Regions from separate parts of the Macaca mulatta genome. Here all the other regions are linked to region 3. Evidence: chromatin contacts called from public Hi-C data. All regions are on one chromosome and are shown on one strand. Each heading gives the region's core, a stretch centred on a gene start, on an enhancer-like site or on the middle of the called end of the contact. The rest is flanking DNA. Distances are from core to core; before and after follow the strand shown. Region 1 holds the start of CDK9 (cyclin dependent kinase 9). Region 2 holds the start of TOR2A (torsin family 2 member A). Region 3 holds the start of ST6GALNAC4 (ST6 N-acetylgalactosaminide alpha-2,6-sialyltransferase 4).

Region 1 (2,715 bases), core at 160-2,659, 140 kb after region 3:
GAGAGGGGAAAGTGGTCAAGAGTGAGCGCAGTACAGAGCCCAGCCCTGGGGTCTATATTGAGAGGCAAGATGGGAGACAGAGCAAGATCATGGGCTCTGAAACCAGCTGTCTCAGAAGCTCTGCCTGTAAAATGGATATAGTAGGAGCATGCACACTTCAAGGAGATGATTTGAGACAACAAACTGAAACAGCAATACTTTGCTATTAGCCACTAAATGCTCGGCGGTTTCAGCCTTCAAACTTCAGCTCTATGGCTGTTTCGTTGGCAACAAACATGACGATTCAAAAATGTCCTCGCTAAAGCACATCAGGAAAAGGAAGGTTTATGGGACGTTGTACTTGAGCTAAGATGGGGTGGAGGGACCGCTCCTTTTAAACACATTAAATAACTGAGTATTAGTCACTTTTCAAAAATTTGCATGCATATGTATCTTTCTTTAACATTAAGCAAAATTTAACACTAAAAAAAGGTGTTTAAAGGCTTCCTAACTTCGTGAACTAAAGTGCACACGATGCATGCATCAACTCCCCCTCCCGGTCTCACCCATAACTGCCTAAGAATGAAGCATTTAGTTTTAGGGTGGAGGCCAAATTCCCTGGAAATTTCTGAACTACTACGAAAAAAATTAAATCTCAACCTGAGACTCCTAGAAGCAGCAGGGTGGAAAACCGACCCGGGGTCCTGGGCAGTTAGACGGCTGGCCCGCACGCCCGATCCGTACTCACCCCCTCCTTCTCGTTTTCCATCAGCACCTTCTTCAGAGCCACCTTCTGGCCGGTCTTGCGGTGCCTGGCCTTAAACACCTCCCTGCAGGCGGAAAGGGAGACCCGAGAGCTCATCAGGCGATTTCCGCAGGGCCCGCCCCTCCCCCACTACAGGAGGAGGGGCAGCAGCAAAAAGATTCCCGGGCGGGGCTGGGGTAAGTACCCAGGGCACGCGGCTACCCCGCCACCCGGCACCCTGTCTCGTTCGGAGCTTCTGCTTCCTTCTCTCAGTCCCTTCTCCTCACTTGGGCGTCTCTTGGAGAGATCCCGTTCCCCTCACGGGCGCCTCTCTGCAGCCCCTCCCCGCCCCCACCACCGGCCTCAGGCTCCTCCCCACCAGCCGGCTCCTTCAGGCCGGGGCGGGGTGCGGCGCGGCCTAAAGACCAGTGGGCAAGCCCGGGGACAGACGGTTTCTCTACCAACTCGGGCGGGGCCCGGGGCATCCCGACGTCCGCCCTAGGGGTGCAGGCCCACGGCTCCCGGCCCCGAGGGGCCCAGCCTTACCCGAAGGTGCCTTGGCCGATCTTGGCGAGCTTCTCGTATTTGGAAACTTCATCACAAAAGGGGCACTCCACCGAGTCGTACTGCTTTGCCATGGCCGCCTCCAACGCGCCGCCGCCGCCCCCAGCCGCTGCTGCTGCCGCTCCCGCTCCGGGTCCCGCCGCCGCCGCGCTCCAGGCCCCTCCGCGGCCGCGCCACTTCCGCCTCCACGGCCACTTCCGGCCTCGCGGCGCCGACCCCGCCTCTTCCGCCCGCCGCCCGCCGCCAGGCCCCCTGGGACTTGTAGTTCCCGAGAGGCCAGGGGGAGCCGGAGCTGCAGAGGCGCCTCCGCCGCCGCCGCTGCCCCCGCCTCCGCCGCCGCCACTACTGGCGGCGGCCCCGATCGGGGGCGCGGGGAGCCGGGGCGCCGGAGCTGGGGCTCGGGGTGGCGCGTCCCGCTGCATGGGCCCGGGCCGCCGCTGCTGCCGAAGCTGCTGCCGCTCTGGCGCCCGATCCGGGGCCAGCCGCAGTGCCCTGCTCCTCCTCCTCCGACGGCGCCGCCTCCGCCGGGCTGCGCGGGGCGGCGGGCGGGGGGGCAGCCCCCGAGCCGCGGCCTGGGGGCTCCCTGGCCGGGCCCGGGCCCGGGGCGGCCGGGCGAGGGGGCGAGACGGGAAGAGCCGACTAGGAGACGGCCCGAGAGCCCGGGAGGGGGCGCGTTATAAAGGGGGAGGTGCCCGGCCTCGCCTTCCCCTCCTCCTCCGCCCGCCCCCGCCCTCCTCCCTCCCACCCTCCGCGGCCGCACCTGCCGCCGCCGCCACCGCCCGCCCGCCCGCCCGCCCGCTCGCTGTCCGCCGGCCGCCCTCGGCGCGTCACCGCCCGCGGCCCCTCCTCCGCCTTCGGAGGTGGGGCCCCGCGCTCGGCACCTGGCTGCGGGCGCCCAGCCGCGTGCCTCAGTTTACCCCCACATGCCGGCTGCCGCGGAGAGCCCCTTCCTCCCCGGCTCGGAGTGCCCCCCCAAGAGGCGAAGGCGGGAGGCGCGGAGGGAGCGTCCTCCGGCCCTGGGAGGAGAAAACGGCCCCCGCCTCCGCCTCCCCCGGTCCCCGCCACCCTCCGTTGACATGGCAACCGACGGCCGCCAGGGGGCGCGGCGGCACTGGAGGCGACGAGCAAGCAACGCCCGGGCCTTCTATCGCTGGAGCCTGGCTCTCCAGGAGGCAGGGATGGGACCCGCAGGACTCGCGCCTTCGCCGAGTCGCGCCAGAGCTGATCAGGCCCCGGGTCAATAATCGCAAAAAACAGCTACCATTTTCTCAGCACTCTTTGTGTGCTCAGGAAGTGCTGGGCGTTTCCGCCGAATCCTGAATCAACAGCCCCATAGTCAGGATCACTAACCCATTTTGCAGAAGAGGACATTGAGGCTCAGAGGTGAGGTCATTTGCCCAAGGTCACACGGCGACAAAGCTGGGTGT
Region 2 (3,053 bases), core at 336-2,835, 200 kb after region 3:
ACAACCAAAAATCCGAGGAACTGGGGTGGAAGGGCTTATTGAAATCTATGATCCCAACTCCCCTCTGGAAGACTGATACCTGAAAGGAGAAGGGACTTTTCCCGGGTCACAGCAGCAGAGCGGGAAAGGCTCCACCTGGCTTCCCGGACCCAGACTTCTCTCCTTTTTTCTCCTTGATAGTGGAAACTACTCATTTTCTTTTTCTTTTCTTTTCTTTTTTCTTTCTTTCTCTCTTTCTTTTCTCTCTCCTTCCTTCCTTCCTTCCTTCCTTCCTTCCTTCCTTCCTTCCTTCCTTCCTTCCTCCTTTCCTTCCCTTCCCTTTTTGTTTTTTTTCTTTTTCTTTCTGAGACGGAGTTTCACTTATGTCACTGTAACCTCCGCCTCCCGGGTTAAAGTGATTCTCCCACCTCAGCCTCCAGAGTAGCCAGGATTACAGGCGCCTGCTACCACGCCCGGCTAATTTTTGTATTTTTAGTAGAGACGGGGTTTCGCCATGTTGATTCGTCCGCCTCGGCCTCCCAAAGTGCTGGGATTATTGGCATGAGCCACCGCACCCGCCCCAACTACTTCTTTCTTTTCAGGCTTTGATATTTGGCCCCCGAAGCCTTGGGGTGTGTGTGTGTGTGTGTGTGTGTGTGTGTTGAGGTTGGTAGGGACAGGGTCTTTGAGGTGGGCCATGAAGGCTGTTGTCTTGGTTCCCTTACTCCAGTGGGTGGGGGAGGTGGGCAACAGGGATCAAAACGAATCCAGGCCAAGCTGGAGGCCTGGGAAGCCTGTGCGCTGAACCTCAAACGTCTGGAGTCCTTTGCCTTCTGAATCTTTTGACCAAGAGAGGCTGATAACATGCAACCGCGCACTAGGGCTCTGGCAGCAGCCAGACTTGGGTTTAGTTCTATTGTTTACCAGCTGTGTGACATTGAGTAAAAGGCTTAACCTCTTCGGTCCCAAATGCCTCCTTATTAACATGGGGACAACAACAAAACCCATCTCCTAGAACTGATGCCAAGCATTTGGCCACAGTTGCTGCTAGGTGAGGGAAAGTCCTGTTTCATACACAACGGAATGTTGATAATCATTTATTGATCACTTTCAGAGCCAAACCATTTGTGTGCCTTTATCTCATTGAAACACCACCATTTCTCTGGATAGCAGATACTATTACCATATTATAAGTTATATAGACATTTAGCACTAATGGCACAGAGTAAGTGCTCACCAAAAACTGTTAGCAAGGGCACTTTTGTCACATAAAAGAAAAAAGGAGCATGGGAAAGGCGCTTTGCAAGGTGTAAGGTTCCGCACAAGTTTTTGCTGTAATTGTTACGTCGCCCTTTGTGGTCATAATCCTTTATTTATTCTTTCTGAGTTACTACGATGGTCCCCTAGTTACCGTGGCCATGGAAACGCGGCCCGCCGTCCCGGATTGGACGGTTCGCGGGTTCCCCCTGGAGGCCACCTTCTGGTCCTGCTGCGAAAAGACGGGGCCTGCCTTGGAGACGGGGAGAGGGGTGTCGGGAGTTGTAGGCGATGGGCGTGGCTGCTGCGGAGCGCTGCACGCCGGGAGTTGCAGTTCCCGGGCGAGGCAGTTGGCTGCTCCACACCGAGCTCGGGCCTCACCCGGATGGCGGCTGTGACGCGCAGCTGCCGGCCCTGGGGCTCGCTCCTCGGGCTGTTCGGGCTGGTCTCGGCCGCGGCCGCCGCCTGGGACCTGGCTTCCCTGCGCTGCAACTTGGGCGCCTTTTGCGAATGCGACTTCCGGCCCGACTTGCCGGGTGAGGCGCCAGGGAGCCCGGAGCGAGGGGCGGGCGGACGCGGGCGCGCTGGGAGCCCTGCTGGCCCCGGCCTGAGCCGCTGAGGACTCAGAGGGTGGGACCCGGGGGCGGGGCCGGCAGACTTGCGAGGGTGGAGGGTACCCGTTGAGGTCCAGGAGGCCCTGCCAACCTGGAGAGACGCCTCAGCCAGCAGAGCTCTTTGGGGGAGATCTTGGGCCTCCCCGGAATGGCCTGGCCGTCAAGGGAGAAGAGCGCCTTGGGGATGGCCGGGGCCGGGGCTGACCTCGTTGACAGCTCGCATTTAGGGTTGAGTGCAATCTAGATGCCCGCCTGGTGGGGGCGCTGCCGAGCTGAATCAGGCCCGAAGGTGGCTCTTTTCCGCCACAGACCCCAAGGTCCCCGTGCCATGTGCATAGACAGCTTGGACAAACGTAAGGACACAGGAGTCCAGACATGACGTTCCCCTTGAACCTCTGCCTTGGTGGGATGTGTCCTCACCATCCTCCTGTGGCCCTAGGTCTGGAGTGTGACCTCGCTCAGCACCTGGCCGGCCAGCATCTGGCCAAGGCGCTGGTGGTGAAGGCGCTGAAGGCCTTTGTGCGCGACCCTGCCCCCACCAAGCCGCTGGTCCTCTCCCTGCACGGCTGGACCGGCACCGGCAAATCCTATGTCAGCTCCCTGCTGGCGCACTACCTCTTCCAGGGCGGCCTCCGCAGCCCACGCGTGCACCACTTTTCTCCCGTCATCCACTTCCCCCACCCCAGCCACGTCGAGCGCTACAAGGTAGGCTGGATGCGTCCTTGACCACTGTTCTCCTCACCATGGGGTGCCACCCTAGGGAGTAAGTCCTGAGCCCAGACAGGGGAGTCACCTGCTCCAGGCCACACAGCCGGCTGCAGCCCCAGCCCTCAGGACCCATCCTGCACAGAACTTGGGAAGGTGCCATTCTACCTGGCAGGGAGTACTTTGATTCCTTGGGGCAGTAAGGAACCTGGCAGTACCTACCTGCCAGGGTTGTTGTGATGGACATGAGATTATATCATTGCAGATATTATTTATGGAGCACCTATGTTTGTCAGATAATCTGCACTGTTGTCTTGCTGGAAATCCCCCCAATTTGTGGCTCAGAGTAAGCATCGGGAAATACTGGCTCTTACTACTACTGTTGTTGATTGCAAGGTACCCTCCAGGCTGATCAGTTTCAGCTGTCAACACTGCTGTGTAGTTTCAGGGAGCAGGAAGGAGCCTTCCTCTTTTATAGAAAGCAGCAGGTGTCATGCA
Region 3 (2,717 bases), core at 6-2,505:
GGAAGGAGCCCAAGCTGGTTCCCAGGCCAGCGCCCTGCAGAGGAGGTGGGTGTGGCGGGGATGGGGAGAAGATCTTTCTGGCCAATGCAACATTTTGCAAAAAAAAAAAAAAAATCATAAACAAGGGCCGGGCGTGGTGGCTTACGCCTGTAATCCTAGCACTTTGGGAGGCTGAGGCAGGCAGGTCACTTGAGGTCAGGAGTTCGATACCAGCCTAGCCAACATGGTGAAACCCTGTCTCTACTAAAAATACAAAAGTTAGCTGGAAATTGCTTGAACCCGGGAGGCGGAGGTTGCAATGAGCCAAGACGGTGCCACTGTACTCCAGCCTGGGCAACAGAGATTCTGTCTCAAAAAAAAAAACAAAAAAACTTAGACGGGAAGTGTGCCCTCTCACTTCCCCATAGGCCCACCCCTGCTACCGTCCCAGTGCTTTCTGCCACCAGCCTGGCGCCTGAAGGCAGTTGCCTCTGAGATCCCAAGGGACCCCAATAGGACACACTGCGGCATCTGCCCAGGGCCTGGGCTAACTTGACTTGGATTTGGAGGACATTCCAGCGAGGGAGCCTTTGAGAGGTAAGAGTAGGTGGTCACAGCCCCTGGTCTGGAGTGAAACTGCCTGGGTTCGAATCTTGGCTGTGACAGGAGCCGCTTCTGCACGTGGGTCTCAGAGGAGAAAAACAGGCTCAGGTGAATGTCACACTGACATAATCATAATAAAATAATCATATTGAAAATAACTTATGTATTCGTTGTTTATCTGAATTTCCAGTGTCACTGGGCATTCTCTATCTTACTTGATAAATCCAGCAACCCTACCAGTTGAAACGTGGACTGCCTGACCGGAAGCCCCGCTTAATTTCCCTGCCCAACCACCATTTCAGAAATGGAGACACTCAAGTCCGGACAGCCAGGCCGCCACTGCCCGGTGGCCCCCGACACACTCTAGGTCTCTTTCCCCTGCGGCCCGACAGCCTCGCCCAGGCAGGAGCCTGCTGGAAATGCGGAGGACAGAAAAGGGAGATGCTGGTACTCAGACTCCGCCCCGGCTCTGAAGCCCCGCCCCCGGCCCTGAGGCCCCGCCCCTAGCTGGAGGCCTCGCCGCCAGCCATTCACGTCCCGCCCCGTCCCGGCCGCGCAGAGCCCTCCCCAGGTCGCGCAGGCTGCGCTCGTAGGATCCGCCTGCGGCGCGCAGGCCCCGCCCCAGGCGCGCGAGTCTCCGCCCGTCCTTGCCGGCCCCGGCCCCGCCCCCTGCCTCTGGCCGCTCGGATCAGCTTCCAGTCCGGTCGGCCCGGCCCGGGGGCCATGGAGCTCCGAGCAGCGGATCGCGAGCCTCCTGCGAACCCCAGCCTCCACGCCCGGTTAGCACCCGGCCGGGAGATGAGGCAGTGGAATCTGGAAGGGCGGTGAAAATCCCACGTCCTGCCCTTCCCCGGCCTCTCCATTCGTCCCCCGGGTAGAGAGGTAGGATGGATGGGGTGGAATTCCGGGCTTCTGGTTCTCTCTGCCCCAGACCCGATTGGTGACCTTGAGCTGGGGGTGCCCCCTGGCTGCCTCTTGGGTTGGCAGGAGGTCTCGCAAAAGTCGCTGAGTCCTGCTCTTTTAGGATGGGGACATTGCCTTCCGGTGTTTGGAGACGTCAAGGGGTTGGATTCCCGGGCGCCATGTGCTTTCACCCCGGCCTGTACCCTCCCCTGCCTCAGTTTTCCCGATAGCCTAGAACCTCATGTGCCTTATCCCTCCTAGCTCTGAGTTTCTGGGTCTTGGCAGGTGCCCGGCTCCCACCCCTTCCCAGCCCCAGCCCTGGAGACAGCAGCCCCTAGACTACCGAGGGACAGTGACAGCATGAAGGCTCCGGTAAGTGGTGGAAGAAGGAGGACTTCCAGGGAACGCAGAGACCCTGACCAGCGGAGCAGCTCAGCAGCCTCTCCACCCCAGGAGCCACTGCCACTTCTGACCTCCCTGCTGCCGAGCAGAGAAAGGCAGAATGGCCTCAAAGTCCAGCTCTCTGTGTGACCCCAGGCGGGTGGCATCCCCTCTGCGGTGTCCGTACCTTGCTATCCCTGTAAAACGGAGGTAACACTACGAGCTAACCAGGCAAGGCCTACCTGGGACTGGGGGTGTGAAAGTTCAGTTCAGCCGCTCTTGTCTTTACCGCAGAAGCCCCGGGTTGTGAGAGAGAGACAGCTGGCTGTGGGGGGCAGTTCATCTCAACTGCCTGAGTCAAGGTCTCTGGTTCCTCATGGGCAGGGGAGCAGGTGCCAGGCAGAACTACCTCCCCTGCACAGCTGGCCACACAGAAAAGACTTATTTTTAGAAGCTGACGTAGCTTTGCGGGCAGAAAATGGTGGGCCTTGGGCAGGATGCGCCGGGGTGGGTGGGGGTGATGGGGTGGGGGGTGGGGGCGACTTGCCCACTTCTGATTTTCAGAGAGCACCAGCCAAGGGCTCGGTGGCTTCTGAACGGTGGCCTAGGGACTTGTGCCTCGAGTCTAGAAAACTGGAGCCCAGAGAGACACAGGTGGTGACCAGGGTGGACCACTACCCAGTGACTAGCCCACAGTTCTGCTGCCACCAAGCCCCTCCCCTCCTGGGAGGCTTGGTGGTGGTGGAGGCATTCACTAAGTCTGCCAGGAGGGCAGCCCCAGGCTGGGCCTAGCCCGGATGGCTAGAAGAGCTTCCTGGTTCCAACGGCCTTTGGAACATGGTTTCTGGAGG

Evidence for each region. A called contact is a pair of places that touch in the nucleus more often than the background predicts.
Region 1: a Hi-C map of fetal cortex germinal zone shows a contact between it and region 3, with 1.7 times the contacts expected there. The contact joins the promoter of CDK9 here to the promoter of ST6GALNAC4 in region 3. A contact is called at or near these places in 4 of 14 Hi-C or Micro-C datasets (CD4 T cells, blood, fetal cortex germinal zone and 1 more).
Region 2: a contact with region 3 is called in a Hi-C map of liver, with 3 times the contacts expected there. The contact joins the promoter of TOR2A here to the promoter of ST6GALNAC4 in region 3. A contact is called at or near these places in 4 of 14 Hi-C or Micro-C datasets (CD4 T cells, blood, fetal cortex germinal zone and 1 more).

What each region holds. Positions count from the first base shown.
Region 1 is chr15:19,922,054-19,924,768 of T2T-MMU8v2.0, forward strand. It overlaps CDK9 (cyclin dependent kinase 9), which reads right to left and starts at 1,410. Exons shown (of 7, transcript NM_001266230.1): 1 at 1,271-1,410; 2 at 728-809. The coding sequence starts at 1,362. It overlaps SH2D3C (SH2 domain containing 3C), which reads left to right and starts at 2,090. Exons shown (of 13, transcript XM_028834789.2): 1 at 2,090-2,671.
Region 2 is chr15:19,976,292-19,979,344 of T2T-MMU8v2.0, forward strand. TOR2A (torsin family 2 member A) reads left to right here and starts at 1,586. Exons shown (of 5, transcript NM_001257791.1): 1 at 1,586-1,772; 2 at 2,290-2,555. The coding sequence starts at 1,622.
Region 3 is chr15:19,779,957-19,782,673 of T2T-MMU8v2.0, forward strand. ST6GALNAC4 (ST6 N-acetylgalactosaminide alpha-2,6-sialyltransferase 4) reads left to right here and starts at 1,256. Exons shown (of 5, transcript XM_077967889.1): 1 at 1,256-1,464.